7 separate regions of the Mus musculus genome follow, and regions 1, 2, 3, 4, 5 and 7 are each linked to region 6. The links are chromatin contacts, called in public Hi-C, HiChIP or PLAC-seq, capture Hi-C and promoter capture Hi-C maps. All regions are on one chromosome and are shown on one strand. Each heading gives the region's core, a stretch centred on a gene start, on an enhancer-like site or on the middle of the called end of the contact. The rest is flanking DNA. Distances are from core to core; before and after follow the strand shown. Region 1 has its middle 23 kb from the start of Gm30633. Region 2 has its middle 140 kb from the start of Gm30633. Region 3 has its middle 170 kb from the start of Gm30633. Region 4 holds the start of Ido1 (indoleamine 2,3-dioxygenase 1). Region 5 holds the start of Ido2 (indoleamine 2,3-dioxygenase 2). Region 6 holds the start of Zmat4 (zinc finger, matrin type 4). Region 7 holds the start of 9130214F15Rik (a long non-coding RNA gene).

The links. Promoter capture Hi-C pulls out the DNA fragments that hold promoters and counts their contacts. Hi-C and Micro-C count contacts between places; a contact is called where the count stands out from the background. HiChIP or PLAC-seq counts read pairs in DNA pulled down with a chosen protein or histone mark. Capture Hi-C pulls out chosen DNA fragments and counts their contacts.
Region 1: a contact with region 6 is called in an H3K27ac HiChIP or PLAC-seq map of embryonic stem cells, with 6 times the contacts expected there. The contact joins the enhancer-like site here to the promoter of Zmat4 in region 6. A contact is called at or near these places in 4 of 39 promoter capture datasets (the C10 cell line, embryonic stem cells and liver), 1 of 484 Hi-C or Micro-C datasets (nephron progenitors), 6 of 115 datasets of contacts at active chromatin or transcription factors (SST interneurons, embryonic basal ganglia, embryonic midbrain and 2 more) and 1 of 9 other capture datasets (embryonic stem cells).
Region 2: a contact with region 6 is called in an H3K27ac HiChIP or PLAC-seq map of VIP interneurons, with 6 times the contacts expected there. The contact joins the enhancer-like site here to the promoter of Zmat4 in region 6. A contact is called at or near these places in 1 of 15 datasets of contacts at CTCF or cohesin (pro-B cells), 5 of 484 Hi-C or Micro-C datasets (cerebellar granule neurons, cortical neurons and embryonic stem cells), 1 of 115 datasets of contacts at active chromatin or transcription factors (VIP interneurons) and 1 of 9 other capture datasets (adipose tissue).
Region 3: a contact with region 6 is called in a Hi-C map of cerebral cortex, with 2.4 times the contacts expected there. The contact joins the enhancer-like site here to the promoter of Zmat4 in region 6. A contact is called at or near these places in 5 of 484 Hi-C or Micro-C datasets (cerebellar granule neurons, cerebral cortex, cortical neurons and 1 more), 3 of 115 datasets of contacts at active chromatin or transcription factors (astrocytes, embryonic hindbrain and neural progenitor cells) and 1 of 9 other capture datasets (adipose tissue).
Region 4: a contact with region 6 is called in a promoter capture Hi-C map of stem cell-derived epiblast-like cells, with 4 times the contacts expected there. The contact joins the promoter of Ido1 here to the promoter of Zmat4 in region 6. A contact is called at or near these places in 5 of 39 promoter capture datasets (embryonic stem cells, hippocampal neurons, liver and 1 more) and 2 of 9 other capture datasets (adipose tissue and pancreatic islet).
Region 5: a contact with region 6 is called in a capture Hi-C map of embryonic stem cells, with 14 times the contacts expected there. The contact joins the promoter of Ido2 here to the promoter of Zmat4 in region 6. A contact is called at or near these places in 1 of 39 promoter capture datasets (embryonic stem cells), 1 of 115 datasets of contacts at active chromatin or transcription factors (embryonic stem cells) and 1 of 9 other capture datasets (embryonic stem cells).
Region 7: a contact with region 6 is called in an H3K4me3 HiChIP or PLAC-seq map of craniofacial prominence, with 6 times the contacts expected there. The contact joins the promoter of 9130214F15Rik here to the promoter of Zmat4 in region 6. A contact is called at or near these places in 3 of 115 datasets of contacts at active chromatin or transcription factors (VIP interneurons, craniofacial prominence and embryonic forebrain).

What each region holds. Positions count from the first base shown.
Region 1 is chr8:24,357,926-24,361,003 of GRCm38.p6, reverse strand. No RefSeq gene overlaps it. Among named protein-coding and RNA genes, the nearest start is that of Gm30633, 23 kb to the left of the region's middle. Within about 2 kb of position 1,658, at least 37 of the 459 cell types and tissues checked have an H3K27ac peak or open chromatin away from gene starts, as enhancers often do. A contact at or near this core is called in embryonic stem cells, where this site is marked.
Region 2 is chr8:24,235,830-24,239,310 of GRCm38.p6, reverse strand. No RefSeq gene overlaps it. Among named protein-coding and RNA genes, the nearest start is that of Gm30633, 140 kb to the left of the region's middle. Within about 2 kb of position 1,345, at least 5 of the 459 cell types and tissues checked have an H3K27ac peak or open chromatin away from gene starts, as enhancers often do. A contact at or near this core is called in VIP interneurons, where this site is marked.
Region 3 is chr8:24,215,361-24,218,665 of GRCm38.p6, reverse strand. No RefSeq gene overlaps it. Among named protein-coding and RNA genes, the nearest start is that of Gm30633, 170 kb to the left of the region's middle. Within about 2 kb of position 1,810, at least 27 of the 459 cell types and tissues checked have an H3K27ac peak or open chromatin away from gene starts, as enhancers often do. A contact at or near this core is called in cerebral cortex and cortical neurons, where this site is marked.
Region 4 is chr8:24,595,668-24,599,152 of GRCm38.p6, reverse strand. Ido1 (indoleamine 2,3-dioxygenase 1) reads left to right here and starts at 2,201. Exons shown (of 10, transcript NM_008324.2): 1 at 2,201-2,312. The coding sequence starts at 2,214. It overlaps Gm51565 (a long non-coding RNA gene), which reads right to left. Exons shown (of 2, transcript XR_003947523.1): 1 at 3,133-3,485; 2 at 1,709-2,510.
Region 5 is chr8:24,574,723-24,577,968 of GRCm38.p6, reverse strand. It overlaps Ido2 (indoleamine 2,3-dioxygenase 2), which reads left to right and starts at 1,636. Exons shown (of 10, transcript NM_145949.2): 1 at 1,636-1,819. The coding sequence starts at 1,721.
Region 6 is chr8:23,668,215-23,671,446 of GRCm38.p6, reverse strand. Zmat4 (zinc finger, matrin type 4) reads right to left here and starts at 1,786. Exons shown (of 7, transcript NM_177086.4): 1 at 1,646-1,786.
Region 7 is chr8:24,501,459-24,504,622 of GRCm38.p6, reverse strand. It overlaps 9130214F15Rik (a long non-coding RNA gene), which reads right to left and starts at 1,548. Exons shown (of 4, transcript XR_378815.4): 1 at 1,433-1,548.

The sequences.
Region 1 (3,078 bases), core at 409-2,908, 690 kb before region 6:
TCCCCCTTGATCACTAATTGAGAAAATGCCTTACAGTTGGATCTCATGGAGGCATTTCCTCAACTGAAGCTCCTTTCTCTGTGATAACTCCAGCTGTATCAAGTTGACACAAAACTAACCAGTACACCAAAGAACATCATTTTACAAGCCAATTTCTCTCTCCAGATCCCCCCCACCCCCCACCTTCCAGGAACAATCTATACATGTACCCATTTCCTTCTCTTCTGTGAATAAAGGTATTTTAGCATTCTAGCCTTCCTCTGAATTTCATATGTACACATAGATCACATTTGTCTGTTAATACACTGGGTGTCTGTGTTTATCTCCTATTTAGTCTGTTGGTTTCAATGGTATCCCATTTCTAAAGCACCACTCATGCTATATAGCAGCTCTGTGTTGGTGCAATTTTTAAAGCCATTTTATTGTGTTCTTATACCTTTAACTCTCTTCCCCTTTCTCCGCGCCAATCCTTTCTAACCTCCCAATACTAGGTAGGAGAGAAAGAAGGTTAGAGGGGAAAGGGGGCATAGGCTTCTATAAGCTACTTCCTGCTGATAAGAAACACTAGGTTCCTTAGGGGAAAGTACAATGTTTATAGTCAGAATATCCAGAATATCCAGAAAACCAGCAATCCAGCAATAACAAATACAAAAGCAAACCAGCAGCAGCAGCTGGGTGACAGCAGATAGGACAGCAGCAGAGGGAGCAGCAGTCACTCTAGCCCCTCTCAGGACTCTCCCACTTATACCTTCTCCAGAATCCCCAGAATTAGACTCTCTGCCCCTGGCAAATATCACACCCCCGCTAGTGCATGAGGCAAATCATAATCACCTTCTATGACCCCGCTTCTTATCCCACACTTGGGATTCAAACAAAAACATAGTCATGTAACATAACTGTGTTTTTAAAGAAACCCAAACTCTCACTACAGCTATATTCTCTCTTCAGTTCTAGAACAATCTCTTGTATAAGCTTGTTCTCTTGTTGTCTTTGAATTTCACTCTTCAAACTTGAGACAGGAACTGGCCATGGTGGCTTGGTAGGCTGTAGAATTTTCAGGGCCCCTCACCCATCGGAAACTACTCAGGCTCTACCTATCGACCCATTTTTCCTGTGTATTGAAATTATTTTGAGTTATCTTTCTCTACTTGAATATTTGGTAGATGGCTTTGGAAGGCTGGGAGTTAAATTCAGATCCTTAGACATGCTAAGCGATATATGATTCAGCCATACCCCTGCTCAAAACTGATTGTTTTAATAAAAGCAAAGACAGGGAAAGTTAAAAGATAGAGCAGAAGTTCCTTTTTTCAAGGATATAAGGAATGAGTCTTTTCTGCATTAGAGAAACTATGAATCACAAGAGGAGAAGGATTTAGTGCAGGGTTTCAATCTAGGAAACAACCTGACCCTTAATCTCTGAGCTTTCCCCTGTTGTCTCCCTTTGAGCAATACTTTAAATACCTTAAATTCCTTTCACTTTGGCTTCAGCTGGAGATATCTAAACTTGGTTCTCAAGCCACCTCTTTTAAATCTCTCTTTTTTTCTGTTCATCTTCTAGTGTCACAAGCAAGGATTGGGTATGGAGGACACCCACTGGGATTTCCAGGGTCTTGTCAGAAACAAGAATTAGACCTGAAGCATATGGATAGTGAGAGAAACAAAGGAACTGGGCTGGAGAGGTTAAGAAGCAACCAGACACTGCACTGCACTGGGCTGGGCTGGGCTGGGCTGGGCTGGGCTGGGCTGGGCTGGGCTGGGCTGGGCTGGGCTGGGCTGGGCTGGGCTGAGGTGAGCTGGGCTGGGCTGAGGTGAGCTGGGCTGGGCTGGGCTGGGCTGGGCTGGACTGGTCTGGATCTGTACAATGCAGGCTTTCTACCAGAGTGCTGTTAATGTGAGCCTTGGTGGGGAGGGCCCACAGATTTTCATGGATTCCTTCACATGTTAGTCTATATACTCCCCCTCCCCACTCTTCTGTATTGTGTACATGTGAGCTATCCTGTCGACAAACTTCTCTCTTTCTCTATTTTTCCCCACTTCAATCGGTCCTTTGTTGCAGAAGGTCCTGGTTAAGAATTCAGAGTAGAAGTGAATTATTTTTGCCTCTTACACAGATAATAAATGCTTAAGAAACATTTCCTGAGTTACACGCCAGATTATATTAACAACAGAGCCCGACAATGAAGATGTCTCTGCATCTACCAGGACACTTAAGTTTCTCAAATGTTTGCATGATAGTTAATATACAAAACGATTTTCAGGCCTTCTGTTACTGGCTCTGGGGTATTGTTAGCATACACATGATTCTGCTGGCTTGCCCTTGGGGACCTGGCAATTGCTTACCTTATCACCTGCCACTGCTGAGGCCAAGTGAGCCAGATGTGGACTGCTAGCTACCCTAGCTCTCTCTCTGTTGTCCCCAGCCAGTCTCCCTCTCCCCATTTCTGTTGTCCTCTGTTCCCCCCCCCCCCGACTCTGCTCTCAAGGCTCTGCTCCTGTCTGTCTGCCTGTCCACATATCTACTCATCTGCCTCTAACCCTTCTCCAGTTTTCACCTCCTCCCTTCCCCCAAATAAACCCTCTTACACCAACCAGATCTGTTACATTATATTTCATAACAGGTATGGCTACTTGAAAACCAATACACCAGAGACAGTGCCTGGTTGGAAGGAAGTGAGATGCTTTTTCAGGTACCATGACCCTGGAGGTGGAAGAGTTAGCGCATATTCTAGGCTCCTTCGTGAGGAACTCAAGCATGTGGAAGGTTTGTTTTTGTGGGGAGGGAGAAAAGGATCAGGGGTAGGGTATTTGCCTCTTGCTTTTCTTCCCTAGGTCCAGTTCCAAGTAGTTACACCTCACAGAAGTCTATGTGCAGTGCTAGCCAGTGCAGAGGATTACAGAACAAGGATGGCACTGCTAACTTTGAGTGGCAGTAAAAGCTTTGCTCACCTAGAGCTTGTGTGTCTGGAATTGCATGGCTGCCCTTCCCTTAGAGGTGCCTCCTGGAGATATTTTTATTTAAGTAGAGAGGGGGTAGGTGAGAGAACAAAGTAGTGCTTTGGCATGAAGGCCCATAAGGGT
Region 2 (3,481 bases), core at 96-2,595, 570 kb before region 6:
GGTCATATTTGATTGGATACATGTGTTGAGTTCCCAATAAGAAAGGAAAAGTTATTTTCTAAGAAAAATATTGCACACACACAAAAAGAAAGTAACAAATAGTGTGGCTGCAGAGAGAATGAGGGATTGACCAACAGTGTTTACATTAGGAAAGGGTACCGGAGTGCTAGTACAAAGCAGAATGAATATCATAAAAATGTATATATTTACATTTGTTTTTATATATTTGATACCTGTCAGTGGCCGACTACACTGTCGTTAAGATCCAGAACAAATTAAGAATAAACATTTGCTCACCCACATTGTCTCATCTGCTCATGATTACATAGATATCAATGGAATTTTAAAAAATATGGAAAAAAACACAGCCACCACTCGTCCCCCTGCCCTTGATACCTACTAAGCATAGGTTGAACAAAGAATTCATCAGACTAGCAGCCACTCTTCTGCATCACGTGACCTGCAAATGCCTCCTGCCGTTTCCTAAGCAAACACCAATGCTGGTTAGTCTTAGTCAGAACATGGCACAAGTTTGCCAACTCTGAGCTTTGACCATGCAAATACGGCAATGCCTGAGCCTTCCTGAATCATCCACACACCCCACCCCCACCCACCCCCAGTGTTCTGGGACTGGAGGGATGCACCTTTTGATCAAGCCTTGCCACTATCATCTCCTGAGCACTTGTGTGCACAAAAAGACATTCCTGTGCTGTGTGCATGTGCTACATCCCTCCCAAACAATTCCCTCTGCTGATGCAGGGTTCATAGAGAAATCAGTCCAGCTGTGAACTGGCGTTATATGAGGGTTAGAGGCACTCCGAAGACTTGGCGAAAGGATATGACCATCTTGAAAGCCACAAAGGATCTGCCTATGCCTCCCCTGTTTTCTCTAGGGCAGGAGCACTGGCTCTTCAGTGTCCGTGTCTCATGGTGCAGTTCCGAGCATTATAGATACTCTTCCAAGCCGAGATGAAATACTGTCACCATCTCTGCATTTATTGCGTGCTTCCCAAGCCATGGGCAATTTCTGTTTTGCAATGAAAAAAATCCAAGCGGACACTTGCCAACTGTCTAGTATCTCGGTGCTTTATCTACACTGGGCAGTTGAGGAATAACAGAGACAGCAATGTATGTAGCCTTCTGAGGAAAGTGGCCATTAAACAGGCCATTAAAAAAGTGACGAGAGGCTTGCATCGGGGCACCTTGAGGACATATCGCAGGGCGCTGTGAAAGCCTCCACGTACAAAGAGGGCCTGGCTGTGCATATGAATCTTAAACTGAGAGATGAGAAGTACTTGGCTGAGAGAAGGGAAATGGGCAGGAATAATAGTGTGTAGCAGCGGGAACATCGGTTGAGAGCCGAAAGGATGGGGGATGCCATAAAATCTCAGTGTTACCAGATCATTGTCCGCGTGGCTATAAATAAGCCTCCTGGTTGTTATCTAATATTCCTCGGGATGCTAGCCCACATCAGCACCGTAGAGGGGTTCATTTGCCCTCTGGCCTCTGCTTGGTTTGGCAAATGGTGAAGGAGTTTTGGCATATGACCGGAAAGAAGGCAGGATGAGGGAGAAAGTGTAGGTCCCCTTTCTCTCTGTCTCTACTTCTGTGTATGTCTCAGGATCATTGTCAAAACTGACAGATTGCTCAAAGTGATGCTTTCTATCCACTCCTTGGCCTTCTCGGTTCTTATTGATCACTGTCTGTGGATCCTAAGGTATGCCCTTTCACCCACCTCACTTTACTGCATCAGCCCTTGGAGATCCTGGTGGTCACGCCACTGTGTGCAAGGATGTTCATCACCTCATTGTCTGAGTTTGACTCTGCAGTCTGTTTCCCTGTTAGGATGCTGACCCACAATGACTATAAAACTGGATTCTAGTTTAGAACAGCCATGTGATGATTTAAAAACTAAACAAGATCGAGTTAACGCCTTTTCATGATCGCGGACTCATGTGATCACGTGACACACTCCAGGCCAATCACATGCAGCCAAATGCTGGCGAGGCAACAGATTTCTGCAAGTTTTCTTAAATGGAAACGGGACGCAGAAGAGGTTGCTCAGTGGTTAAGAGCATTTGCTCCTCTTCTGGAAGATGCAGGTTTAAATTCCAGCACCCCTGGGGCTGGCGAGATGGCTCAGCGGTTAAGAGCGCCGACTGCTCTTCCGAAGGTCCCGAGTTCAAATCCCAGCAACCACATGGTGGCTCACAACCATTCGTAATGAAATCTGATGCCCTCTTCTGGAGTGTCTGAGGACAGCTACAGTGTACTTACATATAATAGATAAATAAATCTTGTAAAGAAAAAAAATTCCAGCACCCACAAGGTGGCTCACAATTGGCTGTAGCTTCAGGCTCAGATGGTCTGATGCTGTCTCTGGCTTTCCCAGAAGTGTGCGCACAGTGCACAGATATACAGGGTGCATAGGGATGCTTGAAGGCAAAGCACTCATACATAGATAATAAAATCAAGTAAATCTCTCCTTTCTAAGGCAAGCTGGGCATGGTGGTACGTACCTGTAATCCCACTGATTTGGGAGACTGAGGCAGAGTCTGCTTAACTTCTCCATTTCTTTTCGTCTGCTGGGCTTGAGAAAGGGTTTCCTAGAGTCAAGGTTGTCCTTCAAGTCATTATATGGCTGAGGGTGGCCATAATCTCTTGGCCCTCCTGCCTTATTTCTTTGGTGTTAAAGAGCACATGTGTGCTACCACACTTGGCACCTCTTTGCTGTATCTTTGCCTTCTTCCTTCTAGAACAGTAGAGACCATTTTTCCTTCCAGGACACCATGGTCCACATGTTGAGCAGGAGAGTGTAAGCCATAATCATGTACAGGGGAATAGCAAACTAAGAAGCCTGACAGCCTTAAAGTGTCCGGTGCTAGCTCTGGATCTCTACTTGTTACGTAAGAAGACTGGACACATCTGGATGAGCTATGGCAGATGGTGCTCGTCATATCCCAGCTCGTACAATATCAATGCAAGGAAGTTGTGAGTTCAAGGTCAGCCCAGGCTATATAGTTACTATGAGGCCATCTTGCACTACTGACATCCTTGTCAAAAAAGGTCATTTGATGATACAAAATGTCTCCGTGGCTCAATAGCCTAGAGGGATCGAGCAGGGTGTCTAGAAGGTGGTAAAAGTTTTGAATCAGCATCCAATATGTGCTATATTTTCCTTATAACCATGACTCATGGGTCCAGGAATCTAGGGTGGAAATGGGAGTAATTCCACTCACTCTCACCCCTGGTGACACACTGGGACATTTTGTCTCTTCTGGCCTAGTTTGTGTCCCAGACTGAGAGCACTACTGCCAAGAGATCCAGCAAGCATGCCAATAAGTTGGGAGATCAGACTTCCTCTTGGCCACTTGGGGCTTCCAATGCCCTCAAGTCAACAGGCTAATAGGAATCAAAGGTGTTGAAAGTCGTATTCTATGGGAAATTGGAGTGCTTCTCTATAGAAGAGCTCCAGGAGATT
Region 3 (3,305 bases), core at 561-3,060, 550 kb before region 6:
CTCATTTCTTACAATTTCTATGGTGGTAGCTGACTGTTTTTGAGAGGGCAAAGCCTTTGAACCAAATATTGCAGATGGACGTTTTGGCTTCTCCACGACCTTTGCACTCTTGTGTTTGATGTCCAAGACGACGCTCAATGTCTGGCTCCTTGAGACAGGAAAGTACTTTCTTAAGCAGCTCTGAACTTTTCTCCAGGGATCAAGCCCATCCTGGAGCTAGTTGGTTTTTTTTTTTTTTTTCTTACAGCAAGATCATGTGGTCCATGTAAGAGTGCAGTTTATGGTTAAGCTCTTTATTCTGTGAGCCAAAGCATGGTCTTCAGCATTTTAACACAGTTGCTCTGATCCCAGGGCACAGCTTCTTTATGAGGTCAAGACGAAGTTGCTGTCCAGGCCATGTGCGTCCTTCTTTTCAAGCCTGTCGTAGATGTTGACTCCTGTGTCTCAAGGTGACCCCAGTGCACACCGTGAAGGCGAACATACTCAAATCTGCGTACAAATTCATATTATTTTCTCCTGAGGAAGACTAATTCTAGCTTCCTCACAGATTAACCAAACAATGGCCTGAGAGATGATCCATTCAGTACTGCCCGACTTTAGAACTCACCAGAGATGTTTTGTGTGTCTCCCAGCCATCCCAGAATATTCAAATTGCTCCTCAGTTTAAATTAACAGACACGGCTTCCAGCAGTCACTCTCCTTGAAGAAGACTGACTCCATGACACTCGGGCAAGGACCTGGTGAAACAATAGGCCCGGCGTGGACAAGACAGACATGGTACACTCTGAGGGCAAGCTGGGGCACTCTTGAATGTCCCTTTCCTCAGGCTGAGGACATGAGGACATTGGTTGAGTTTGTTAAACACAGCAGCAAATGAGCTCGTTTGACTATTTTTGAAAGGTCAAAACGTATGAACCAAATATTGCACATGGATGTTCTGGTTCGTCCATGACCTTTGCCCCCTCGTGTTAAATGTCCAGGATGATGCTCAACGTGTAGCTCTGTGTGTAAGTCAGGTTTTAGTTACTATAAGAAATGACCGAGACCATCACCTTATAAAGAGAAAAGGTTCTCTGTTTAGAGGTTCAACCTTCTAAAGAGTTCAGAGGTTAACCCATGCTTTGGGGCTGTGTAGAAGTGGTTGATCAAGGCAGGTGCACACACTGGAGAAACCCCCTCTCATCTCTTGGCCAGGAAGAAGAGACAACATGAAGAGGGAGTCAGGGTGTGCTATTCCCCTCAAGGTCGACCATACCTTCAGTGATCCAAAGACTGTCCACCCATCATTAACATCAAATATCTCTACCACCTCCTGGTCTACCAGCTTGGGGACTAAGCCTTGGGCACTCAGGACTTTGGGGAACATACAAGATCTAACCCGTGGCAGACTTCAAGTCTTCAAACAGCCAGGTCTGTGAGGGAAGGTCACCAACTGTTTCCACCTCGATCTGCCAAAACTTCTTCATAATCTTAGAGTGACAAGGGAAAAATCAATGTGAGTGGGTGGTAAGAAGTTAGAGGTGGAGGCAGAAGTGTTGCTTCTGGTGCTACCTAGCCTTATATCACAGTTCAGTGAAATCCACGGCTACGTTCTCTCTCCTGTGTCATTTCTATATAGGTTATGAGCCAAAATACGTGCGCGTGTGCGCGGGCACACACACACACACACACACACACACACACACACACTCACCAAGAAGATAGCTGTGACTCTGGTTACAAATGTACTGTGAGCTTTCCTCCCCTCTGTGCAGATGACTATGTATTTTAAACCCCTCCAGTGAGCTATGTTTGGCTTTAAAAAGCTGGTGCTCCAAAAATAAGGCCTGGGCTGACTCACAAGTCCTGTACCCAGAAAAGAGGTGGTTGAGAAGGGGGGTGGTGGTGGCTGAATACAGTGGGAGCCCTGACCCAGGCCTGGCAGTTAAGGGCCTCAAGCTGGAGCCAGCCTTTGATATAGTTCTGTTGAAACACAGCCAGGTTCATCACGTAGGGACTCTCTAAGATAGATTTTTGGGGCTAACATGGCAGCAATTCAGACTGTGTTTAGCCTAAAATGATCAAATTTTATTATGTAACCCTCAGAGTTTGATTATATCTCTTTGCTCTCCTGACATGGGAACATATTTGTGTGTGTGTGTGTGTGTGTGTGTGTGTGTGTGTGTACATGAACTCATTTTAGTACCTTATGATGTAGTTTATAGTTTATGATTTTATTTCCAATTGCCTGATAAGGAAATAACTTCAGACAGACTATATAAGTATATGACCTTTCCATCCCTTGAACCTGTCCAGGATAAACTGGAATTCATAATCCCCAGGGCTTGTCCCTTCAGTTGAAGTTCTTAGACCTGCCTCTGTTGGTCTAGTACTATCCCAAGCCAGAGTTAAAGACCTCTAGAGAGAGAGTAAATCTGAACACATCTCTTGCTTCTGGGGAGGGGGTGTGTGGATCTGAGCTCCCCATTTGTAATATAAATGAGATGCTCTCATTTTAAAAACAGAATCCAAATCATTAACAACTTGAACTTACCACAACGTGTTTCAGTTACTACTGCTTCCCAATACTGCCATATATCCTTATATTAAAACTCCTCTGTGACCCCAGAGAGCCCGGGCAATACACCCTCTTAAAGATACGTGATAGATATGATCTTTAAAGATCATAAGGAGATGGCAGGCTGTCCGGGGGAGGGAAGGCTGCCTCATTCTCTGCTGCTTCTAGCTCTGTTTGTGTCTTTGCGGTTTCCCGGGTTGCCTCACATTGCAGCTGTGTGCTGCTAGGTCCAAACACTTGCTGAAAATCAAAATGCAAGTTTGCTCAGAATCTGGAGGGGGCTTGTGTCTATAAAATAAGGACAAAGAGAAGGCACTTACTTAGTTGGAGAAGACTCTTTTCTTTTTTCTCCCTGTTAATGGAGTGTGCTATTTTTAACTTCCCATCAGCCTGCAAGCGCATGTGCAGTAACTGGCCCAAACACATTTGAATGATGTCTCTGCGTCCCTCTGTGACATGGTGCAGAACCACAGCTCTGCACTTTGCATTTTTATTGTGATGAAGATATTTTATGACAGCATTTGAATCTTAACAAAGATGCCTGAAAATAAGTCATTTCTAGATGACTCGATGAAAGGAAGGTGACCCAGAATAACCTCCTTTCTGGTAACGGGCTGGACTAGGTCTGGGCTCCATGGCAGTGAGGCTAGTGGCTGCCACATTTGGAGCCTGGAGGTATTCACTCTTATCTGTCCTGTGATGCCTGCAACTCTGAGATCCAACCCAGTTCTCTGTAATCTTTTGTCTC
Region 4 (3,485 bases), core at 952-3,451, 930 kb before region 6:
CGTGTTTAGAAAGAGCACATTTTTCACTTGTCTTTGTTGTGTTAGAATCTTTGCTTTCTAGTAGAAAAGACAGGACCCCATGTACATGCCTTGCCCTATGTCATCCTTTGAGGATACAATAAAACTTTACGGCCCCACTTTTCACTTGGTTCCAAATCAATCAGCCCCATCTGTCACTCAGTTTACAAAGGCTTGACTCATTGCACCCTCTCTGCTGGGTTATTTTTGGTTTCGATTTTCCCTGCCATTGTTTTTTATAAGGAGCACATATTCTTGGAAACCTGACTGTTCAAAGAAAAGCCATCATAAACTAACAATGTCAGAGCTGCTCTAGACCTGTTCCAGAGCCATGGTTCATTAATTTGCTTCAAGAGCTAATGGTCTGTTTGATAAGCCTGCACATTGTCTTTTAATGTGCTATACGATTTTTTTAACCCTTTCTGGTCATCAAAAGGGATGATGTGGTTTCTGGTTTGGTTCGGTATTTCACAAGAACAAGTCATGGCTCTACAGAGCGAGACACTTTCTTTTATATATATATAAAAATATATATATTTTATTACGTATTTTCCTCAATTACATTTCCAATGCTATCCCAACAGTCCCCCACACCCTCCCCCCCACTCCCCTACCCACCCATTACCACTTTTTGGCCCTGGCGTTCCCCTGTACTGGGGCATATAAAGTTTGCCTGTCCAATGGGCCTCTCTTTCCAGTGATGGCTGACTAGGCCATCTTTTGATACATATGCAGCTAAAGTCAAGAGCTCCGGGGTACTGGTTAGTTCATAATGTTGTTGCACCTACAGGGTTGCAGATCTCTTTAGCTCCTTGGATACTTTCTCTAGCTCATCCATTGGGAGCCCTGTGATCCATCCAATAGCTGACTGTGAGCATCCACTTATGTGTTTGCTAGGCCCCGGCCTAGTCTCACAAGAGACAGCTATATCAGGGTCCTTTCAGCAAATGCTTGCTAGTGTATGCAATGGTGTCATCGTTTGGAGACTAATTATGGGATGGATCCCTGGATATGGCAGTCTCTAGATGGTCCATCCTTTTGTCTCACCTCCAAACTTTGTCTCTGTAACTCCTTTTATGGGTGATTGTTTCCAATTCTAAGAAGGGGCAAAGTGTCCACACTTTGGTCTTCGTTCTTCTTCAGTTTCATGTGTTTTACAAATTGGCGAGGCACTTTCTTAAAATTAATTAATTAATTAATTAATTAATTAAAAACCCATACAAAACAAAACAACAACAAACCCAAAATCCATTTCATCAAAGTGGACATAAACTTAGGAGTTCTCTGTACACCTTTACCAGAGTCTCAATTTTGTATTGCAAGGAATGTTTTTAGTTATTTGACGCTGCTCTTTACTTTTGAACACATTAGAGAATCTCCAGGTGGGCAGGGCTGAGAGCTTGTCAGGAGTCGGTCCCTGGCAGCCAGATAGAGTAGGAAAGGTGGACCACCTTCCAAGATATGGCTTACAAATCATGTGAAGAAGTGAACCCTCCATTAGCCTTAGCACAGACAAGAACCTAGGGAAGAAAACTAGGGGGAAGGGTCTGGTGATGATCCCCCTCTGTGCTACTTCTGAGGCTGACTCTCCTGTGTGTCCCAGGTTGTGTTTCAGAGCTGGAGAGACAAAACACTGACATTTAAAACAGGACATAAGTTCCCTCGTGTGAAAGCCAATAACGGACAGCTATTGCTAGTTCGGCTGTCTTTATTTTAAACCCAAACTCTGAACGTTTTCTAAAGCAAAATGCATTCTCCTGGTCACCTGTCCTCATGGTTCTTGTCATGTGAGTTGGGCACTTTGTGGCTTGAACACCCAATCCTCCTGCTGGGGTAACAGGTGGCCACCCAAACCACTGATGGGGTGGTTTCCAGGGCCGAGGCCTGAGTGTGCACTCGGTCACCATAATTGGCACTGGGAAGCTGAGGCCATCAGAGCCAACAGTTGATGTCCTTATGGGATAAATCTGATAAGAAACACAAATGTTTAGTTTCTTCATATGACGAAGAGAGATCCTTTGTGGTTTGGTTGTTTATCAAATTGCAAATACATAAAACAGAAAATGAAACTGTCCCAGGTGGAAGCCACTTCTCCCCGAGTATTACGTGTCAGCTGTGGGGTTTGGCTAAACCCTATAAGAGATGCTGGGACATTCCTTCAGTGGCCAAGTGGGGGGTCAGTGGAGTAGACAGCAATGGCACTCAGTAAAATATCTCCTACAGAAGGTTCTAGAAGGATCCTTGAAGACCACCACATAGATGAAGATGTGGGCTTTGCTCTACCACATCCACTGGTAAGAAAAGTGAAAATCTGCTTTGTCCTCATTATTTATCTCGACAGATGAATTTCTAAGTAAGCAGCTCTGTCTCAGGTTCTCTTAAGCGAATGAGTGATGTCAAATTCAGAGCCCACTTACAAAAAGGGAGCCTGGCTGCTCTTCAGTGTTTCTTCTTCTTCTTCTTCCTCAAAATCCAGCCCTTACTTTCTTAACCTGGAAATGTGAAGTGGTGAGGGAAGGGGCACATGAGAAGTCTTTTTAGTTTCGTGAAGGAAACGGGCTCATAGAAGGGAAGCCAGTTTGTCACAATGACTTTTCCAGCACGGTGTCCTGAAACAGCAACATTCAAATGCCCAGAGCCATAGAAACATTTCTCTTCTGAACCTTATCAAATGGATCGATCTGTGCTCCTCACTGATTTCAGTATATGAGATGATAGATCAAGCAACTTTTGTTTCATACTAATAATGCTTGTGGTTTGCCAAGCATAATCCAAAGGAAGGTATGAACAACCTTGATTGTGCTTTTGTGCAAGTTTTGGAATCCAAGTGCGGTGCATGTGGGGGAAATGCCTCGTGTCTCAACCAGGTACAGTGGGAAACAACTATAGTTCCATCACCCAGGAGTCAGAGGCAGGGGCATAGCCTCAAATTCAAGGCCAGACAGTCTTAAATAAAACAAAAGCTGAGAACGCACTGAACAAACAAAAATTATGTCATTAAATTGGACTGCAAAAACGCCACGCATACCAATTTATCATTCACATCTTCATTATCAACACTTACGGAAAATAGCAAAGAAGCAAAATACTCGTTTAGAGGTGCCCCATGCTCACCTAGTCTCACTAAGACCCGAACAGAGTAAGTAGTCAGTCGCACGTTTTGAGCTCGGGTGACTCTAGGACCCAGACGCAAAGAGCCATGGAGCCAGGAAGGCACAGATCTAGGGGCAGTGGGCTAGAGACTGGGATCAGATATGGAAAACCAAGGCAGTTCCCGGGAAGGCGAGGCACGGGTACACTGCAGAATTAAGGGTAGCAGCGAGCCTGTATCAGCTCGCCCAGCCGGGAGCGATCTGAAGCATGCACCCCGCAGTGCTCACGAGGAGCATCCTGCGCAGCTCCCATCCAATCCAGTGGCTTGCTGCTTGGGGCGGGACTACAGTTTAGCATGCAGCCTCAGGCTCTCC
Region 5 (3,246 bases), core at 387-2,886, 910 kb before region 6:
TCCAGAAATGAGTTCAGCCTGGCCTGTTAGGAGGACTCCTCGGGAATTTGTGAAGCTGGCTTCCCTGGACCAAAAGGAGTCATTTCCCTTCCCTCCGGCAGAAGGGACAGGTGACATCCTGTCAGTATACAGAAGCCCATGCTGACCTCCAGGCTCCCTCAGTATCTGTTACAAGAATCTGTTACACGTTTCAAAGCCCAATGCAGGCACCCCAGCCCTTCCCACCTCCTCCTCTACCTTCTACCTCCTCCAGCTCACGGGCTTCTCTTCCCCCAGCTGCTCGTCCTTATAACCCAGCTAATCTCACCACTCTTTGCTCCTGTTCACTATGCCCGCTCTCTGCTCTCTATCTCCAGTCATCTCTGCTCTCTTACAGACAGCCCTGGCCATGCCCAGTCTGCTGGCCATGTTCAGTCTGCCTTTATTTTTATTTTTATTTTTATTTTCTTTTTCTGCTCCAAACTCTTCCAGATGCCTTTGGATATTTTCCCTCTCATATCTGAAAAAAGAAAGAAAGAAAAAGAAAAAACATAAAGCAAAAGCAAGAAAAAGAAACCTTCCCCTTCATCATACCATAGAGAGGTCATATTGGCAATGTCTTTACTGTAACTTCATTGTATACAAATGTCAACTTGTCAGCCCTGAGATCTTATATATACAAATAACACCAAACAGACTGAGAAGACTGTACTCCTATATTTATATGTGTTAGTTAGAAGGCAGCTCGTTTCCAGACAGATCATGCCGGGCCAGCACAGTTCCACGAGGAGCGATTTTTTTGGATGGGGGAAGAAAGTGAAGAAGAGGAGAAAGAGGAAAAGGGGGTGAAGGGTCGCGGTCTCAGTCTTTTATTTGTGCCATGACATAGATGCCAGGTAATGAATGATGAATGATGCGCACAGGTGAAGCATAGGCCTGCCTGGAGTGTATGGTGGTTGCCATGGCAACAGACCCAAGAGGGTCCTTGTCGCTTAGGGATGATGTCATAGCTGGATTCCGAGGCTGGTTGTAAAGCAGTTTCTGATGCTAACAATACATATATATGTAATGATAACAAAGAAAAAGAGGCCATGAATTTGAAAGGAAGGAAAGAAGTTAGGAAGGAAGGAAGGAAGGAAGGAAGGAAGGAAGGAAGGAAGGAAGGAAGGAAGGAAGGAAGGAAGGAAAGAAGATGGGAATTTGGAGAGATGAAAGGGAAGAATGATATAAATACATTTTAATTTCAGCAAATAAATACATTTTCAAAGATAAAAAGCCAATAAAGAGAAACCCTGTCTCGAAAAAACAACAACAAACCAAAAACAAACAAACAAACAAGCCAATAAAACTGACTCCTAGTTTAGTCATTTTGATACACTGTCAGAATCCCTCAGGAACCAAACTCATGTTGAGTATGGATCTGCACAGCCATAGCTGAGAGTTAAGTTCGTGTCTCCCACTTTGTCCCTGGATTTAACAGCCCCTTTCTCATACTTTATGAATGAGAAGGGAAAGGGGGTGGGGGCTTCTCTTGGAGTCAGCATTTTAATTCCTAATCTTCATTGTTGACTTACTACTTGGCTTTCTTTCAGAATAAATTTGCGGCCATCCTGGAGTTCAACCTCAGGGCAAGGTTCTCCCCTACCGCTGAAGCACCGCACAAGTACAACCACACAGAAGACACAGCTGGAAAGCTCCCTGGCCTGGGCATTCCTCTGGGGCAGAGACCTCACGCGAAAATATGGAGCCTCAAAGTCAGAGCATGACGCTGGAGGTGCCGTTGTCCTTGGGGAGATACCACATTTCTGAGGAATATGGCTTTCTCCTTCCAAATCCTCTGGTAAGGATTGGCTTGTCCTGGTCAGCACATGTGTCTGGATTGTTAGTCTTTACCTTATGTGGTTATTGGAAGGTTCGGTATAAGTCACCAGCTGGAGGAAGAGTGGGAATACAGTCCTGTGAGTCCCGGAAGAGCAGAGGCAACTGCTACTGGGGACAGCACAAAGCCAGTGGTCCCCTCCCCCCAGCCCCCAAAGTTTCCTTAAATCTATGGTAGTTAGCACTGACTAATCAGAAGCAAAGGTGCTATCAGAGAGGAGAGACTGGATGGAGACATGCCCTAAGGACAATTAGAACCCTATAACTACAGCAAAGAGTGGACATGCACACAACCACATGGTGTGACACAGAATAATGGAGTGGCCCCACTGTATATCCACTCTGCTTTGGAGACAGGTTCGCCATGCATCCCAGACCTAAGCAGCCAAAGGGCTTAGCCTTCTGTGTTGATGCAAACCAGTTTATCTTACTTGCTGGTGACAGCAGAGATAATGGGAGACCTGCAATGTTTTTAGAGCCAGTAAGAAGATTAGATGTTATCGGGAATTTCCGATACTCGTGAGGAATGTTGGAAAACAAGCAGGCCTGACTTTCAGTCCAACTGCACAGCAGTCTCTAGTATACCTGCTCTTGTTAAGTGTAGTCTGGGCTTGGGAGACATATGCCGGCAAAGTGCTAGTGGCAAAGCCCATGCTTTTGGCATCTTTTAAAAACTGACCGTACCTAAGGGAGGGTGAAGGCCACTGAGTTAAAAGTCCAGGGACCCGATGTTGCAGTCGCGGTAACTGCTGATCAGCACCAACTCACCTAGTTCCTCTCTTACTTGTGATTAAAAATATCAGGGTCTCAAACACCTATCACAGTGAGACTCTTGTTGTTTTGAAACAGAGAATATTGATTTATGTAGCCCAGGCTGGCCACTTGCCTCCACTTCCTTACTGCTGGGACCATAGCTGAACTCCCACAGCAGATCCTTTTGTGTTGAACGGTACTGGAGGGATCTAATTGAAGAGAACTAAGTTCTCCACAGAAAGATGTCAGCTACGACATCGGTCATAGACATCTGCAAGCTGTCCAGGTTAGGGGTTAGTCATTAGAACCAGGGCCAGATCTCACAGCTTGAATCAAGCCAGGCCTTCCTGCTGCTCTCTCACGGACAGTTAGGAAGCAGACTGTACTCTGACATGATAGCTTGCAGCCGACGGCTCCCGGCTCCTCTGTGCTCCTTGTCACGCAGGCCCTGCTATAAACTAAAGTGTCTGACATGACTTCCTGGTGCCTCGTAAAGTTATTAAAAGTCAGATTTCTCCTTTGTTCTCGGAATTGGTTCGAGAGCCCTCAGGGGATTTGCTGAGGGTGTGTGTGTGTGTGTGTGTGTGTGTGTGTGTGTGTGTATTCTAAGAGTGCTTCCCTAAAAGGGTCCTCTGT
Region 6 (3,232 bases), core at 537-3,036:
ACATCCTAACCAACTGTAACCACGGACAGCTAGACAGACAGCTATTTCTCCAACCATTGGGAGTAGAACTTCCATAATCACAGCTCCCACCCAAAAACAGTTTTCTAAGGATGCGAAGGAGAACCTGTTGTGTGTGGTAGTGAAGAAAATAGGGCTCGTAAGCAGGAATGACTCACGGAGCAGAAGAATCAAAGGCTGTCACACCTCAGAGGCCGGGATGGGGTTGGGGGGGGGGGGATAAGTGTCACAGGGGTGTGTGAGGCACTGCTGAGAACCTCTTCCAGAACAATCTTATCAGAACTCCCACAACGGTTTAAGTCTGGGACAGAAATCGAACGGAGGAAATGCACCTGAACCCCGGGCATGCGCCAAATGCCAAGGACTTGTGATATCACCTGGAGACTGGAAACTCCAGAGGATGTCACGGGTATGTCACACCACTGCATGCCTTATGTCGACAGGCACAAAACCGGGGAACTACCTGTGTGTTAAAGCAGGGAGTCCAAGGCCACGTCCGTCACCTTCACCCCCACTGGGGACAGCCACTTTCTCAGTGGCCACTTACCTTGCACTGCCCTGTAGCAAAAGTTGACAGAGAGGATTGACCTCAGTCTCCAGGGTGGGAAGTGTGTCTCGGTGCAAGCGAGTCCCTTGTAGTCCCAACAATGTGGAATGTTAAAGAACCAACCAAGGGCCACGGTGAGCGTTTCTACTTGAAGATCAACTATCAGAAGCAGTGTGGACAGAGACTGCAGCACCATCTACCTGAACAGATGCACCTGAGCACCTAAGCTGACTAGCAGCCAGTGGCTTCCCCTCCCACCAGCCTCTCTTTCAGAGTGGCCAGGACCTCAGACCTGGGCCTCTCTTTGATGGGAGTGTAAAGCACCCCGGGATAAAATTCAGCTCCATCCCTGATGTTTTTCGGGACACAACAAATCAAGAAAGTGTTCCAGGGTGTTCAGGAGCTGATCAAGGAAGTACTTTCTTTGTCAACGGCAAGGGTTTCTTTTTCACTAAGTTGGGTGATGCGCAGATAGATGCTCACAGGGTCAAACAGGACAGGCTCCTACACCCTACGACATTTCTGTTTTCACCAGTGAAGACCGATGGAGATGGAGAGGGCAAAAGTAGCCCAGGAGAAGCTGAGAAAAGTTTGAGGACGGACAGGAATTGAAGGTCACAGTAGTTTGAGCAAGGCAGGTCAAGGTATAGCGGATAGGGCAGACCCGATGGCAGAAAATCCAATCAAACCAAGCTTGCTTCTGGAGCCAGCTCATGGATATGGTCACAGCATCATTCTGGCCCAGGAAGCGGCCAATCCGGGGTCCAGCCTCATCACCCAGCAAACCTAAGTCTACACATAACCCTGCAGGTCCTCTAGCCCCAAATCAGACCCATTTCCATGAACCTGAGCGCAGCTAATTAAGAGTAGTAAACAAGCCTTGCTCTTGGCGGTGCAGAAGTTTTCCCAAATTGTAGGTTTGTTTTCCTCCCAACAAAAGACAGTGGGTCTCCGCCTTGGCCACCTTTCCTCCCCTTAAACTTTTCTCTTCTCTCTGCAATCCTCCACCTGTGCTAACTGCAAGCCCGAGCGAAAACAGAGCGGAAGCAGCCCCCTCTCCCGGGACACAGATAAAGGTACCTTCTCCGAGAAGCAGAGGGGCTGTCGTCCGGAGGCTCGCCGCCCGGCGGAGCGCAGGAAGACACTGCCGGGATGGAGCACGCTGAGGATGCTGCGTTCCTGTCTCTGCGACCAGACCTTTCAGCAGCTCGGACCAACTGTGCTAGCGATGCACTTAGCAATTATCTGCTGGCGCCGACGCCCCGCCTCCTGCTCTTGTGATTGGCTCTCCAGTCCCGGGCAGGACTGCATTGGTCTCGGCCGACCTCACTCATTGCTTTGGCTTCTACTATTATCTAAGCCATCAAAGGAAATAATTCCATGTTTCATTGACAACCTGTAAGGTTCTCCTCCCGCCAGGTGTCGAGGGGGGAGGGGGGGCAGAACTGGGAGTCCAGAGAAGGGAGGGGAGGACAGTCGAAAAAGGTGGGGGTGGGCGAGAAAGAGACCGGGGTGGGAGGTGCGAGGAGAAAGAGAGAGAGGAAGAGAGAGAGAGAGAGAGAGAGAGAGAGAGAGAGAGAGAGAGAGAGAGAGAGAATATGAACTGAGGTTCTTAGTCCAGCATTTTAACTTCCACAAAACAAAGCCCATTGCAACAATTATCTGGCCTTATTTCCTCATTTCTCCCCCTTGTTGATAAATATTCCTGAGGCTTGTGGGAATCATAATGGGGGGTTTCTGTTAGTGTCAGAAGGCTCCAGAAAGCAGAACAAGGTTCAGGGCTGAAAAAACAGAACGATGCTTTTACACCTTGGAGGTCATCTGAAGGTCATTTCAAATTGTTCAGGGGGCATATTATATGCTTTGTCTTGTTCGTGTGCCTAATCCTTTTCCCTAAAGGTCGACAAACTGCCCCAACCCGAGGTCCCAAGTTCCCTTGGAACTCTACCTGAGGTCTGGAAGGAGCTGTTTCCAAAGTCCACAAAAGTCTGGGATGTCTCACCAGGGGTCACCAGGGGAGGCCCAAATGAGCAGGCACGTTGGATCTAAGCACCTGCCATGAGCCTGGTGTTTGTTTGTTTGTTTGTTTCATTATTCTATCCTACTTCCTTCTGTTAATTGCAGTCTCACAAATTATCAGCCAAAAGGGAAGGAGGAGAAGGAAGAGAAGGAGGAAGAGAAGGAAGAAGGAGGAGGGAGGAGGAGGATGGAGGAGGAGGAGGAGGAGGAGGAGGAGGAGGAGGAGGAGGAGAAGGAGAAGAAGAAGAAGAAGAAGAAGAAGAAGAAGAAGAAGAAGAAGAAGAAGAAGAAGAAGAAGAAGAAGAAGAAGAAGAAGAAGAAGAAGAAGAAGAAAGAGCCGACCTTCCTCCTACATCTGGTAAATGTTCAGCTTCACTCTCAGAAGTAAGAAGGGTTTTACTCTTTTCCACTTTCACGTCTGTTCACCGTGTAGAAAGATGTGATATAGACTCTGTTATGAAAAATGATTAAGGAGAACCTCTGAAAGAAAAGTCTTAGAAAATCTAGTTTCAAGGCAGAGGGCAGCTCATGGGCAGAGCTTAGCAATACCTGCCCGCTGTGTGCAAGGCTCTGAGCAGCTCATGGGCAGAGCATGTACCTGCATGCTGTGTGCTAGGCTCTTGATTTGCTTCTGGGAACTGTTTATTA
Region 7 (3,164 bases), core at 299-2,798, 830 kb before region 6:
CTTCGCCTCAGTGTGGTCTTAAGGCTTCTAGATGTGAACGTCCACAGCTGAAAGCTTTAAGAGCTGCCCGGCCTCCTTCACGGAGGTTTTAGGAGGCCGATGAAGAAGGTGCAGATATTTACGTAAGCCCAAGTGTTGTTATGAACTGTTTTATTTACCCATTCACTGTCATTAAATGCCTTAGTTAAGTCAGGCTTTGTGCCAAGCTGTATAGGAGAGCTGGCGTAGCCCCTTTTCAGCAAGTGGCAGCAACTCTTGAGGGGAATATAAGCAAACAATCGCCATGCAGGCCGGTTTAATGAAGTCTATCAAATGCCGTACAGGAAAGACAGGGCTGTCGAGAAACACACACGGGGCCATTATCTAGACACAGGACAAGAAAAGCTACCCAGAGCGGGTAGTGACAAAGCAGAGTTCTAAAGGATTTTGAAGAACTGCAGAAATATATACGGTGAGCTGTACTATCTTAGGCATCTGCTGAGTATATTGCTCTGGCATTAAGACTCCCACTCCCACCCAGATGGATAAAGAAAATGTTATAGGGACACGGTGGTGTTTTATTCAGCCACAAAGAATGAAATCTTGTCACTCCCATGCAAAATGGATGGGACCAGAGGACGCCGGCGCGTTAAGAAAAGCTAGCCACTTTCAGAGAGACAAATATCAACGTGTTCTCTCTCATATTCGGAAGTTAAAAAAAAATCTCAGCCTAAATATAGCACAGTAGTTAGTAGAGATTGGGAGAGATGGTTAAAAGGAGGTTGGACTTCAGTAGTGCACACTGTCTAACATGTATGCAAATGCCACACTGAATCACGTGAATATAAACAATTGGGATGTGTTGATTAAGTGTAATTTACACCGGCTGGGTGTGATGGAGAACGCCAGTACTCTTAGCACTTGGGAGACTGGGGCAGAAAGATGAAAAGACTAGTGAGCTCAAAGCCGGCTTGGGTTACATAGTGAGGTCCTGTGCAAAACAGCAATTAAAACAAACAAACAAACTTAGAAAACAAACTAAATGAAAATAATGTAATGTGCAATACATGAAAACTTAAGCCCTGTGAAAAATGGGGACTGTTCATTTTCTAGACAACTACTATGCTATTTAGAAATACTTGGGCCTCCAAGGGAATGGCATTGCCCTGTCGACAGGCAATGGCTGACTCTGTGACCTGAGGTCATGGCCTCATCTCAGGGCTGCACAGTTCAAAAAAAAAAAAAAAATGCCTCATAGACTACCCAAGCCTCTCGGCTTTGGATGCAGAGGCAGAGGCCGACCACTGAACTGTGAGATCATCTCCCATCCTTGCCTTTGTGGCTGCTCCATGTGTTCAGCTTCAGCTTTCTTAAACAAACACCCCTCCCCCTCCTGCTCCCACCCCCACCCCCCTCCCTTACCCATCTCTCTGCAGTCTCTTCTCTATTTTACCGGAAATGTAACTGCGCATTCCTCCTCACGTCTTCCATCTTCTGCAGAGTGAGGCGCGATCCCAGCTGCTACTTGTCCTCCAACTTGACTGACAAAACACAAACTGCATTACCTAAGGAGAGCCAGCCCTCCAGCCAGGATGGTTGCCCAGAGGGACGGTGCAATTCCTCTCAGTCTCTGAGGGGAGAAGCCTGGTGAGCGGGCATCGGACCACACAGAGAAGTCACCTCTCAAAACAAAGGCATTTGGCCACTTGACCGTTCAGATTTCAAACTTGGGGGCGGGAAAAAAAAATCAAAATCACACCTTCAGGTATGGGTGACAAGAACGATTCAGGAGTTGACAGGTCCTTAGAGAGTGGCTGGTCTCTCCTCTATGTAGAAAGCTCTCAGGGATGTGGTACCCTTCTTCCAGATGCTTGCATTTGGGAAGTGCCCCTGAGGGACTCAGCTCTGTGATTCTTCACACCGGTGAGTTTTTGGTTTCAGGACAGGTAAATTCTGTGACATGGGTTCTGAAAAGCCCTAAAACCAAGGCTCCTGTACACAAGCGGGGACACATGTCAGCAGAGGCAGTAAATGTCACCTGTCTCCCTCAGTAGTTTCCAGTGGACAAGGGGAGGAGTCTAAAATGAGGTGTAGCCCCTCTAGGGGTGGAATTCCTGGGATCATAGCTTCAGACTCGGACCAAAAGGCAAGTTCAGTCACCTCCCCTCCCCAGGAGGCCCTGACTTCTTTTTGCATCAGGGGTGCACAGGTTGTATCATAGAGGGCTAAACCTTTTTACATCTCTTTGGCATGTAGCATGGCGTGGGGACTTCTGCACCATGATCTAGAGACTAAAGAGTATTAAACATCAAGGGTCAGTGTTGTGTCAGATTGTTCTGCATTAAAAGCCAATCATGTGACCCACAGACCAAACGTTCAGTCACCTTTAGAGGTAGGAAGAAGCTATGACTCTCTCTCTTTCTCTTTCTCTCTCTCTCTTTCTCTCTCCCACTCACTTGTCAGACATGGACAGTAGAAGCTCATGAATCAATCACACACCAACTGCTTAACATGTAAAAGGGTTCGGTACATAAAACAGTATTATTATTATTATTATTATTATTATTATTATTGGAAATAGAATTAATGGAAGACGCATGACATAGAGCAAGACCTTGGCCTGAAAAAAAGAAAACAAAACTAATTCAGTTTTGTTGTGTTCCACACTCTCTAAGAGGTGGAGTCTCAGAATCAGGAAATGATAGTCTTTTCCAGGACTTGTCTCAAGGACAAACTATGGTAGGGGGCCAGCAAGCGCTACCTCCAGGTCACACTGTTTAGAGATTCTTAAGGGTCAGACTGGCTGAGCTAGAGGTGGCATGGGACATAGAGATGCATGCTACTCTGATAAAGAAGCCAGGTAAAGGATATCACAGTGGTCAAAAGAACAACAGCTTGCGTATGGAAATAAATAATGCAGAAATTAACGACAGCTATGGGGTAAATCCAAAACCTATGCTTCTCACAGTACTGACTGGGTTTTGTGTGTCAACTTGACCCAAGATGGAGTTATCACAGAGAAAGGAGCCTCCCTTGAGGAAATGCCTCCGTGAGATCCAGCTGTAAGGCATTTTCTCAATTAGTGATCAAGGGTGGAAGGGCCCCTGTGGGTGATCTCTGGGCTGGCAGTCTTGAGTTCTACAAAAGAGAAAGCTGAGCAAGCCAGGGGAAGGAGCCAGTAAGTA